Linked DNA regions of Sus scrofa: region 1 is linked to region 2. A link is a contact called in public Hi-C data. All regions are on one chromosome and are shown on one strand. The core of a region is the stretch at or near the end of the contact, and the rest is flanking DNA. Distances in the headings are between cores, read along the strand shown. Region 1 has its middle 46 kb from the start of GALNT5. Region 2 has its middle 160 kb from the start of GALNT5.

Evidence for each region. Hi-C and Micro-C count contacts between places; a contact is called where the count stands out from the background.
Region 1: a contact with region 2 is called in a Hi-C map of embryonic fibroblasts, with 4 times the contacts expected there. The contact joins two enhancer-like sites. A contact is called at or near these places in 6 of 47 Hi-C or Micro-C datasets (embryonic fibroblasts, epiblast stem cells, fetal heart ventricle and 2 more).

Annotation. Positions count from the first base shown.
Region 1 is chr15:64,192,176-64,198,207 of Sscrofa11.1, reverse strand. No RefSeq gene overlaps it. Among named protein-coding and RNA genes, the nearest start is that of GALNT5, 46 kb to the left of the region's middle. Within about 2 kb of position 2,652, at least 5 of the 83 cell types and tissues checked have an H3K27ac peak or open chromatin away from gene starts, as enhancers often do. A contact at or near this core is called in embryonic fibroblasts, where this site is marked.
Region 2 is chr15:64,075,082-64,081,356 of Sscrofa11.1, reverse strand. No RefSeq gene overlaps it. Among named protein-coding and RNA genes, the nearest start is that of GALNT5, 160 kb to the left of the region's middle. Within about 2 kb of position 1,361, at least 5 of the 83 cell types and tissues checked have an H3K27ac peak or open chromatin away from gene starts, as enhancers often do. A contact at or near this core is called in embryonic fibroblasts, where this site is marked.

The DNA of each region.
Region 1 (6,032 bases), core at 1,403-3,902, 120 kb before region 2:
TTATGGGAAATTTTAGAAGAAAAAGGACACAAAATTCAAATTACAAGAATAAAAGGTCACATATAATAATCTTTGAAAAATATTTTCAGGTAATATATAGGTAAGAATTGATTAATATTGTAGAGATGGGTAGGGTAGGTAGGTAGTTGAGAGACTGAGCAAGCGTACCAACTGGAACTGAAGAGACCTGGTTTTGAATCATGAGCTGTTTTTATTTTTTTTAAGATGCAGGCAGGATGAATCAACGATTTGTATTACTCAGTTTCCTTATCTATAAAATGTGAATAATTAGAGTTGTATTGGAGCCTGCTCGCACTGGCTTACAAGAGCCATTTGCTAAATTTCCAGGAATTTGGAAATCTGATTATTAAATGTCATTATTAAAAATTAAATTATATAAACTTTCATTTAAACAAATTACATAAAAATCAAAGGTAACATATACCTTTGATATATGTCAACACTCAAGATATCCTAATTAATTTGCCCACATCTTAGTATTACACATGCTTTTGAAGTTATTTATGTCAATGATATTCATAGAATGGCAATAATACAGAATAGTATATACTGTACATAAATTCCTGACCATATAAATCAGGAATTCACTTATCATTTTGTTCATTTCTAGATTTAAGAAAGTGATAGCAAATAATATTATGGGTTAAATCTAAAAGTATGGCATGTTTGTAACTGTTGCACTGTAAATTGCGCAAAAATGGAGGAAATAGTCTCCTAGTATTTAAGAACTATTATTCAATTCATCAAAATAGTCATTCACTCATTGATGAATGAATGAAGTCCAACATATGTCTTCTTTTTTTCACTTTTATCTTACTCATTAACCTAAGTAAAACTATCAACTTACATTCATGGAACTATACTTGTTTCTCAAGTGAAACAGTAGGTTGGCTATAGACAGAGACAGACAAAAATCAATGGAAGTATTCTATGTGAATCAGCTGGCTATATGGGATTTGAAAAGATTCTTGTATATTTTATCATTATTTAAACATGATGAAATACATAGAACATCCAGCACAGCATCGTCTCCATAGATGGTAGTTGTTGATTCCACTTTTTAAATTAAAAAAATATATTAGAATTGTTTTATAATGTTCTGTCAATTTCTGCTGTACAGCAAAGTGACCAGCCATACATAAATATATATTCTTTTTCTCACATTATCCTCCATCATGTTCCATCACAAATGACTAGATACATAGTTCCTTGTGCTATACAGCAGGACCCCGTTGCCCATCCACTCACTTTAAAGCATGTCTGTGTAGTAAAGGAGAAACTGACAAGTACAGTAGAACTTATCTGGGGAAGGTTTTCAGAGTAGGTGTGTTTTGTGGTAGGTTTTGAAAAAGTGGCAATATGAATGGAGATAGTCTTTCTAACACTGATGGCTAAAATGAAGAGTATTCATTGATTTTCAGTTTTGTCCTTCTTTGCTTAATTACCTTGCCTGCTATTTTTAGCTTAAATAGGATGGTTTTTCTCACTAGACTCACAGGGAATTTTTTAGACTTGGACTTCAGAGCTAATCTACTAAATCAGAATCTCCAGGATTGGAAACACATTCCTAGTGACTTTAGTGCAGACAGTCCAGGTACACCTGAGGACTGGGGTTTGGAAACTACTAGAAAAGTAAGGAAGAGGACCCTGAGGTCTTGATTCAAATTCTGCTCCTGCTTTTTCCTGGCACTGTGAATTTGGGCAGTTTACTTACTTCTCTGTACTTTGGATATTCCATTTCTAAAGTGGGAATAGTAAATGAAGCTGCAATTTATAAGACATGATATTCAGTATTGCAAAAAAAGAAAATGTCCCATGTTTTTGTACCTCCTATTCTGTCAAATTCTGTCAACATAGCTACTGCTGTTTGAATCATTCTTACCTCATCACTTCTCCCTGTGAAATGAAATTCGCCATCTGCAAATGGTAACATTTTAAAAAATTAATTTTATCTGTATTCATTCTATGAAAACAATTACTACTTCCTACTGGACAAACAACCAACTATACTTCTAAGTTAAAATGATGAACAAGAAAAGTTTCATTAATAAAACACAAAGACTAAATTTTCAGTTTACTAAAACTAAATTCTATTTTTGTTTCAAATTTGACTAAGGAATTGCAATCTCATGTGGTTATCATATGCTGGGATTTGTAATCTTGAATCATATCCATATACAAACATACCAAAGACACATTCAATTCTAAATTGTATTAAGCCCGTTAGCCATCTGTTTTAAAGTTATCAAGAGCTTAAATTAAACTTGACAAATATTTCATAAAAAGTAAAAAAAAGTTATTTGTGACTCAAGCTGGCTTGTGTTGAAACACTTTTTCCTTTTAGCCACAAGATGGTGCTTTTGTACTCTGTATTTCCATTGAGACAGCAAAAATATCTTTAAAATGGTTGACAAAAGACTAATTTCATGAGAATCATTAAAGTTCAAAGCACTTGTTATCATTTTCAAAAAAAAAAAAAAACAACACTCCTTACTACACCATTGAGTAAGAAATATTAATACAAGGGTGAAAATGAAAAGCATTTTTTTAAATCCATAGGGACAATCTATCTTATCTGTTTTTAAGCAGGGTGGTGACTCAGAGTGTGTTTGTTATTCCTGCTCACAACTGAGGAATGTCCCTCCATGTAACCAAGTTCCATATTTTACCATATAATCCCCAGAATATTGCAGACCTATTTATTAAGATGCCAAAACTGGAGTTTGTGAAATGCTAGTCTTATAAAGTGGTTCTCAATGTGTTTGGGTCCAAAAGCCGGAAAGTTAAGAAAGAGTCTTTTAAAAATAGACTTGTTTTGCTTCATATCCAAAAGGTCTTACTTTTTTTTTTTTTTTTTTTTTTTTTTTTTTCACATATGCCCTTGGTGCATTCTTCTTTGGCTTTTTAATTCTAGAAGGACTTCTTGACCAAATCAAGTTTATTCCTTCTCCATGACAGTCATGGATATCTTAAGATTTGGGAGTTGAAGAGCACATAAATATCCTTCATTCAATCTCTTTACCAAAAAGACATCCTTTGTATACCACCTCTTGATCATCCAACTGTTGTTCCGTCAACAAAAATATGTGATGATTCTTTTCTTCTTTTTGTCAAAAATTCCTTTCATTTGTTTTTTAATCTGCTAACTCTGTTTTAGACTTTCCTGACCTATGCAATTTCATAAAGATCAAATATCCCATAGTTTTTCTATATCTTGTCATTTAAGATGCAAGCCACTAGAGGAAATTATGCTTGAAAAAAGAATCATCTACCTGCCTGAAAGTGTTTTTGGAGATATTGCATCCCAAATTTTTTTATGATGCTCTCAGCAAACAAGTTACCATTATAAAAAAAATTCAGAGTTTCTACCTAGGACCATGCTTGTAACTTAACTTCACATTTCAACTTCAAAACATTTGAAATGTTTTTGTTCTGCCAGACCAGCTCTTTGCCTAATCCCAATGGCAATATGGAAGAATGAATACTGACTCTGTGAAGCAGGGTCTTTTTGTTTTCCATCAGAGAATTATTATTTCAGATTTTTAAATCAAAGTTTTCACTAACTTGATGGCCTTTTGTATATCTCAGTTTTTCTCAAGGCTTTGTGTGTGAGTGGGGTTTGAGTGGAAGAAGAGGGAAGCAGAGGGGAGGCAAATGGGGAAGATGCAGGGTTACCTACCTTACACGGAGGCCACAAGGAGATGCCTTCACAAAGGACTCACCTCCACAAGCGGATCCCTATCTCAAGCAGCTATTTTAAGTCTCAAAAAGTTCCCAGAACAATTTTGTTTGACCTTTTGTTAAAGACCTCCTCTACTAAGCAACTGATTTACCTGTTCCCAAGGGTGGAGGGTTGAGACAGGTTTTTCTGTTGCTGTCTATTAAAATTTTATCAAAGCCCATGGTTCCTATGTAGTAGCAAAGAATCCTTAGTAACCTAAAAGTGGAGGAGGAGAAGACACAGTTATAATTCCTGACTCAGAGATTACATTACCTCCCTGTGATTATCACATCTTGAGTGACATTATTTCCTGAATTCCTTACTCTTAAGAGAAGATTCATAGCACTCCTGTCAGTGAAAAATGGATGTTTTAGGTGCGGTGTTAGTAAAGGAAACTCGATTTGTGCACTGCCTCTGTCTGAGGTTAGTAATACGTGAAGTGCCTGAACTACTTAGGGCAACACCCTAAGGGATGCTTCTATGTCCAGCTCCTTGAGGGACAGAAGGATTATTTGGCACATGTTGGTGAGGTAAAAATAATTCAGATGACTTTGCTCTTCCAAGTCTTCTACACGCATTGTCCTCTCAAAATTGAGAAGGAAATATCTGCATGCTGTAAAATATATTTACATGGACACCTCACTACATTCGTGTGGGAAAGTGCACCAAATTATTCTCCTCTTGAGCATATGAGGTGTTTTGACATGAGGATGAGAGAGTGATCCTGAGCATGGTCTCATCCAGAGCCTCAGCTGCTACATGGCTAAATTCCATGAGGCTCCTTCCACTGGAGCTAAGAAAGCCCCCGACCGTAATGGATTCTTCATGTTTTTTTCTCAAATCAAAGTCTGTCATAACTATCCTTGCCTTTTTCTTTTCTCCCTTAATTTACTTCAAATGGTCCAGTTCCTGGTTTGTATGACCTGAGGATGCCTACTCTCTGGCAAGATTTTGAATTGCATTTCTTATTCCAATTTAAAGCATGGAGGAGGGAGCATTTTCAGGTAGTCTTCCCCATCTACCTCTAACTGAGGTAGATTAACCAGCTATCATTCATCTAGTTCTCAAACATTATTACCTAACCAATATTAATAGCATCAAAGGACAAGGACAATCAACCCCTGTGAAATCTCTTCCCCCATCAGGGGTGGGGAGAAATGATAAGAAACTGTTCTTGCCTTTGAAGCTGCAGACAGGATTTTAATCCTGCTGAAAAGGTAGGTTGGTACTTTGAATTAGTCCAACACTTGGGCATATAAGTACCCAAGGACTCAAGATTCAGGTCAAAGAAAAGAAAAAGCTGGCCCAAAATTTTGGGGGTGAGGTGAGGAGAGCAGGACAGCTGGGACTACCTACTGGCAGGAGAGTATGACCTTGATCATTCAGCAACCCACTGGGGCATCATTCAAGCCCTATGTAAAAATGTAGCCACTGGTAGCTTTTATGTAACAAATTGGGACCACTGACATCAATTCAAACTGCAATTTCTTCTAAAATCTAAGTTTTGTCAGAGGATGATTATTTACCATTCCGATGAGTCCAGGAGGTCTGCTAATTAATTCTTCAATGGGAGGCTTGCCATCCTTGTTATTCCTTAATACTGCATACTGAGGGTTGTACATTACCGGGATTGGCACAGGGCCTACCATAATGATTATACACGTTGAATGCTCAGTGCCAAGTGCTATTTAATTCAGTTTCCCTGAGGTCAGGGAGGGAGGGCTTCTGCTGTGCCATGTATTTACAATTTTTTAGAAAAGGAGTAGGTGGAAATGTGGTTTTAACATTAGGCAATTTAAAAAATTCCTAGCCTCGTGTATATTGGAAAATTATCAGGAAGAGGTACAAATACATTGCAAAAATCTGTGTGTTGGCATTAAATGCATTGACTGGACTGAGAATTTGGTAACACATTAACATTTTTATGAGTAAATATAATCACAAGACTTGAGAAATTACCTCTGATTTTTTTTCTAGGCAAAGACATAGGAAACAACTAAATGAAGAACAAGGTCATAACATCTTACTAATAATGAAAATATAAGCTAACATACTTTAAACAAGTCTTTCTTAAGAGATGAGGCTAGAAGTGATATGAATCAGATTTGCCTTCTAGCATAGGACTAATTAAAATATGTTTGATTGATAAAGGTAGTTGATTCGTTATGTTTTCTTATAATCTCTGCTAGAAAACTCAGACCTGGAGGTGTCTTATTCAGTTTCATTTTCTATACTCTGCCTTTTTAAAAATTCCACCTTATATTATTTTATGTTAAACTGCATTGGGGGA
Region 2 (6,275 bases), core at 112-2,611:
ACCCTGGAAAAGGTATCTTGTGGTGCCAAATGTCATCTCTAAGGAATAGAGCAGAAGATTAGAAATGAAAGGCTGGCTGAGAACATAATGACAAAGAGGCTGATTTGGTGGAATACGTAAGCATTTTTCAGGAACTCTCAGGCATGTTAGGAGAGAAGAACTTAGTAAAACAGGACCTTTTATTCTGGGGAAAAAGAAAGAGAAGGGTGGGTGTTTACTGGGGTTATAACTGAACATTTATCCCCAAAGGCATTTGCTGTATCTGCAACACTTTAAAAAAAAAAATGGTGGTAGTAAATGAAATGAGTTTCTTCAGGACATAGTTGTCCAAGAAGTGTGAATATTTAGAAATGGGCAATTCTAAAAAGAATATGAAAATGGCTGTATTTTCTTTAAACATTTTAAAAAAAGATTTCCTTATTATTGCTAAAATAAATGTATGGCATAGTTTTCCTCTTTTATGAAATTAAATTGTTTTATCTATGATTTGCTTTCATAAATGTACAGACTAAATTTTTTCACAGTATGTTCTATTTATGCCTTGGTGAAATGAATACCTGACTATTATATATCCAGTCCACCTTTATAGTCTGCATTTTGTGATTTAAATTTTATATGTGAAGGTCCATATGAAAATCTAAGTAATTATATATCATTACCGTGATGGATGATTACTTGTCTGGGCTAGAAATACAACTTTTGGCAGTTCAAGTTTTAACCAATCAGAATTGTTGGACATCTAAGGGAGAGGTGTGTGTGGGAAAAAAAAAAAAAATCCACTACCATGAAAGTTATGTGGTTCATTATTTCCAAGGAACCAGAGGCAAAAGGGATTTCTTTGAGGAGTTAGATATTAAAGTTTTCCTTTACCAAAAAAGTTTATCTGCAAATTTTAAGTTTTTAATGCCAGGAAGAGATCCATTCTTTTACTCTATTTACTTTAGTAAGCAGAGTAATATATCTATGGATGATAAGGCTGCACTATTCCTTGGATTTTCATCAAAACTCCTCAGAAGATATTTAGACTAATACAAGGCAACTCAACCCAAGGACAGTTCAAGGCTCCAGGTAACTTTCAATAAGTTTATTCACCTAGTATTCTCTGATTTCCATAATATTTATTCGCTTAATTTGAATTATTTGTTATAAACTTCCTTCAAGTAAATGCAAAGAAGAAATACATTTCTCCTTTAATAAAAGAATGGATCAGACTACCTTGAGAAGCTAAAGTGTTTCCGAAAGGATAAAATCCTGAAGAGTGTACTGTTTGCCTAGGAATGGGAGGAAGCACACACAGCACATTATTATTTCTTCCACTTGTACTTGGAAATGATTTCCAAAAGGGAAAAAACTTGAGCATACTCATAGAAACTTTGAGTCATCAGACATTTTTGCCTGTGACTGCCTACTTAATCCAGGAAGAAAGTGAACATTCATGAGTCAGAGCCCTTAGCTTTGCCGAGTTCACTTAAAAATGACAATGGAATATTGTAGAAAAAGAATTTGTATCAAATAATCTGGAAAATATTTTAAATAAACCAGCACTTTTTTGCCTTCCATGTGGGTGTGAAAGAAATAGAACTGTTGCAGGAAATCTGTTTTTCTTACATAGGAATGAGCTTACTATCACAGGAAGCTGTAAAGCATCTCATGGAAGGGGAGCCTGACATGACCAGCCTTAGAACAGGTTAGGCTTGATATAACACTGGTACCTCAATGCGATGGTATTGTTCAACATGGAGGAAATGTGTAGATCATTTCTTAAGGCTTTGTCTGTATGTATTTAACACTTGTAAAGAAAACTAAAAATTGGCATTAGACTCTACATATTAACTTTTTAATATTGCAAGTATTTATTTATGATTAGAAAAATAATTCATCCTACCATCATCAAATGATGGTCTAGAAGAAGACACACACAATAATCAGATAGTCACACAAAATAATCCGTGCTCCAAAGAGAAAGAACAAGATGCTACAAGAATGACTATAAAAAGGAACCAAATCTAGACAGGGGACCAGATGATCTCCTGTAAGGAAGTGACTAAGGTCTTAATGAAAGATAACTAAGTGAACATAGGAAAAACATAGGAGAAAGGGCATTTCAGACGAAAGGAACCACATGTGCAAATGTTCTTCATGGGGAAGCGGAAAATTAATGGTTCAAACAGAAAACAAATAGTAAAATGGTGAATATAAACCCAAATAGATCAATAAATATACCAAAACAATAGGTCTAAATATTAAAAAGAAAATTTTAAAGATAGACTAAAAACAGCAAAGCCTAATTATATACTGCATACAGCTTATATAACTTAAACATAAGGACACAGAGAGGTTAGAAGTAAGGGCAGGAAGACAGGAATCATCACTAGAAATAAGCAGGGACATTTTGTTTCTTTTTTTAGTGGAAGTATATTCAACTTACAATGTTGTGTTAATTTCAGGTGAAAAACAAAATGACTCAGTTTTATACATTTTTTTCGGATTTTCCATTATAGGTTATTACAAGATATTGAATGTAGTTCCATATGTTAAATAGTAGGTCCTCATTGGTAATTTTATATATGGTAGTGCATATACATTAAGCCCAAACTCCCAATTTATACCCCTCCACCAGGTATACTTTTTGGTAACCATAAGTTTCTTTTCTATGTCTGTGTGTCTCTTTCTTTTTTGTAAATAAGTTCGTCTGTATCATTTTTTATATTCCACATATAAATGATATCATATGATATTTGTCTTTGTCTGGCCTACTTCACTCAATATGACAATCTCTAGATCCACCCATGTTGCTGCAAATGGAATTATTTCATCCTTTTTTTATGGCTGAGTTATATTCCATCTTCTTTATCTACTCCTCTGTCAATGGACATTTAGGCTGCTTCTGTGTCTTGGCTATTGTAAATAGTGTTGCTGCAAACACTGGGGTACATGTATCTTTTTGAATTGGAGTTTTCTACAGATGTATGCCCAGGAGTGGGATGGCAGGATCTTATAAATATGGAAATATTTTATAAAATCTAAATGGATGGGTTTTTTCCATATTCCTATGATCCTATGCTCTATATTCATTTGTTGTTTTTATTAACATCAATTGTATGATTACTAAGGTCTTGAAGAGAGACTGATGACATCAACATTTTGCTATTAAGACAAAAAATTATGAAACATTCTTGTCAATTATGTATATTACGCAGTTGGAGAATAACCCAAATTTCTAAGTCATTTATGGATACCACTGTAAATGTTACAGTATCTTAAAGCTTTGTGTATGCTTTCTGAATATGGTAGATCCTCTCAGAGTCACTGCCAACTGCATAACCACCATCACGTTCTGTTAGATGTTGTGAGCTCCTACAACAACACGTCAATCCAGTTCTAATACATTTTAGACAGTATAGCATCTCAATATGGAATTTCCTTTTGCTTATAAACTATCTTTTTTCTCTGAGTTCCCGTCGTGGTGCAGTGGATAACGAATCCGACTAGGAACCATGAGGTTGTGAGTTTGTTCCCTGCCCTTGCTCAGTGGGTTAAGGATCTTGGCGTTGCTGTGAGCTGTGGTGTAGGTTGCAGACGGCTCGGATCCTGAGTTGCTGTGGCTCTGGCGTAGGCCGGTGGCTACAGCTCCGATTCAACCCCTAGCCTGGGAACCTCCATATGCCACGGGAGCGGCCCAAGAAATGGCAAAAAGACCAAAAAAAAAACCTACCTTCTTTCTCTTGAAAGTAGGGTTTTGTACCCCCTCTGCAACATGAGCAAGACCAGGTTTCACAGTGTTATTGAGCAATGTTCCCAAGCACCTTTCTTTTTTCTTACTAACCATGGAAAAATGTGGATTTTGAAAAAATTGTATTTATTAAAAAGCACCACAGTAAAGTTTCATTAAAACCTTTTCACATGGTTGTGTTAGTTCACCCATGATATACTCAAACATTCAGGATTAAGATTAGTGGCATAGCTCTGTAATATAAAAAGAAAACCCTCATCACATAGATTCATCAAAGTCTTAGACTTTGGGGTAAGGGTGGAGAGAGGTCTCACATGGCACAGGCTGACAAGAATATATTGTGTTGTTATCCAGAGAATTTTGCTTTATTTTCTTCAAAAGAGAATTAAACTGGGTCACCATGCTGTACAGTAGGAAAAAAAATTGTATTGGGGAAATAGCAATTTAAAAAAACTTAAAAAATTGAAATATTAGTATAAACATTCCTTAAAGCAATATAATCAATATTCAACCCCCAAAGTTGCCTTTATAAGCAGAATCTCTTCAGGCTCAGATTAGATACTATGCTTATTTTTCTTTTCCTTTTTTTCTTTTTATGGACACACCCATGGCATATGGAAGTTTCTGGGGTCAACTTCACCTACACCATAGCCACAGCAACACCAGATCCCTGAATCTGTGACCTATGCCACAGGTTGTGGCAACATCAGACCCTTAACCTACTGAGAAAGGCCAGGGTCAAACCTGTATCCTCAGGGAGCTAACATAAGGTTCTTAACCCACTGAGCCATAATGGGGAACTTCATGATGCTTATTTTTCTTAATAGCCAATTGAAAGAATGGAGTTATGCTGCCAGATTTATCCAAAGGTCTTTTTAAGTGACAAGGAAAGCAGACCTACTAAAAATTGGATAAGTCAATTATTTGAGATTTTTTTTTTAAGTTTAAGAAAGAGAAGCCAAATGCAAATGTGAAGTATTCCTAAACTCAATAAAAATCATCTGGTTATTTAAAAATAGATGTTTCCTGTCTGAAATATGAATCTGAATATTTTTATTCATTAAGTCTGGGCCAGAAACTTACATTTATAAATGTATTTATTTATAAATACATAAATATATATTTACATATGTTTATAAACATACATATATTTATATCTTCATATATTTATATTTTATTTCTTTATAAAGGCAAGCCCACAACGTGGGCAGATGAACAGCTTAAAGTACAGATTCCCCAAGTCCTTTTGCCACCTTATCTGCCCCCACCCCTCACCTAAATTAATAGGTAAAATCCTGCAAGACCTAATTTCCTTTGACAGGGATGTCTGTCATGCTCCTCTGAATTCTTTATGTAGTTAAGCAGCCTTTGTTGTCAGTCTATTTGTTGTCATAGAAAAAGGTGGTGACTTCAGATGGGTTCTCTAGTGAATAAGATGTTCTATGAGTTGGAAATCATTAAAACTGAAAACATCAAAGACAAAGATAAACAGGATTAGATGCTAATATTTCAGTGCAAAAGAATATGACAAGGGAAATGAGACAAGAACGTCAGTGTGACTCTTGAGAAAATTCTAAGTCCCTAACTGGATTTGAGACTGATCTACAGAGCAATGTGCTTTTGACCTAAATAAAAAACCAGAGGTGATCCTAATTTTGAACTTTATTTTTTCTATTTATTTAAAGTCAGCTTTAAATAAATATGATGATATTATTTAATTGGGCTACATTTTCCCGTACTGGACATGGCCAGGAGCTTAGTACAGGCCTAAGCGTTTGGCCAGCGGAATGCTGTTTTCTGATGCCATTCTCTCCTTTTCTCTGCAGCTGTTCTGCATAGCGTGGGAATGACACAGAAAGTGACTGGGGCCACCACGTACTATGCTGGGCAAACAATAAACTGTGAAAGTTTGACATGGGACTTGCAAATCTGAGAAGAGAAAATTTTGAGGCTGCAAGTGATAAACGAGGTCCTAAGAAGAGGAGTTCATGAAACTGAGGATGCCATAAAAGAAGGAAAAATGAGGATATTACTTTTACTTGGGCAGTACTTAATTATGTGCAGCTACTTCTCAAGTCTGGGGAAAGAAAAAAAAAATCCATGAAAAACTTACAGTTTAATAGAAAAGCACTGCTAATTAGAACATAACAAGAAAGTAATACTTAGGTTTTATAATATGGCCTGTGACTATGTAGACTGAAGGGATATGTGCCAATTATAGTAAAACAGAGTGGTGTTAAGAGGGAAAGATTTATGAGTGAGGAGAATTTTGAAACTTTGAGCTCCGCTTCAAAGTAATAGCAGATATGGATTTCTGGAAAACAGGAGGAAAAAGTCTGTGACTTATTTGATAGTCTAGTCATGTTTGTTGTCATTTCCCTTTAACAAGTTAGATATCTATTATACATAAAATTACACGTTTTTTCCAAAGATAAGATTATCCTTGCAATTTACAATGTATAGTGCCTAGAACAATATCACACTAAGATAGAAATACAAGCTTTATAGCTGATAATAATCAGTTAGATGACAGACATGCATA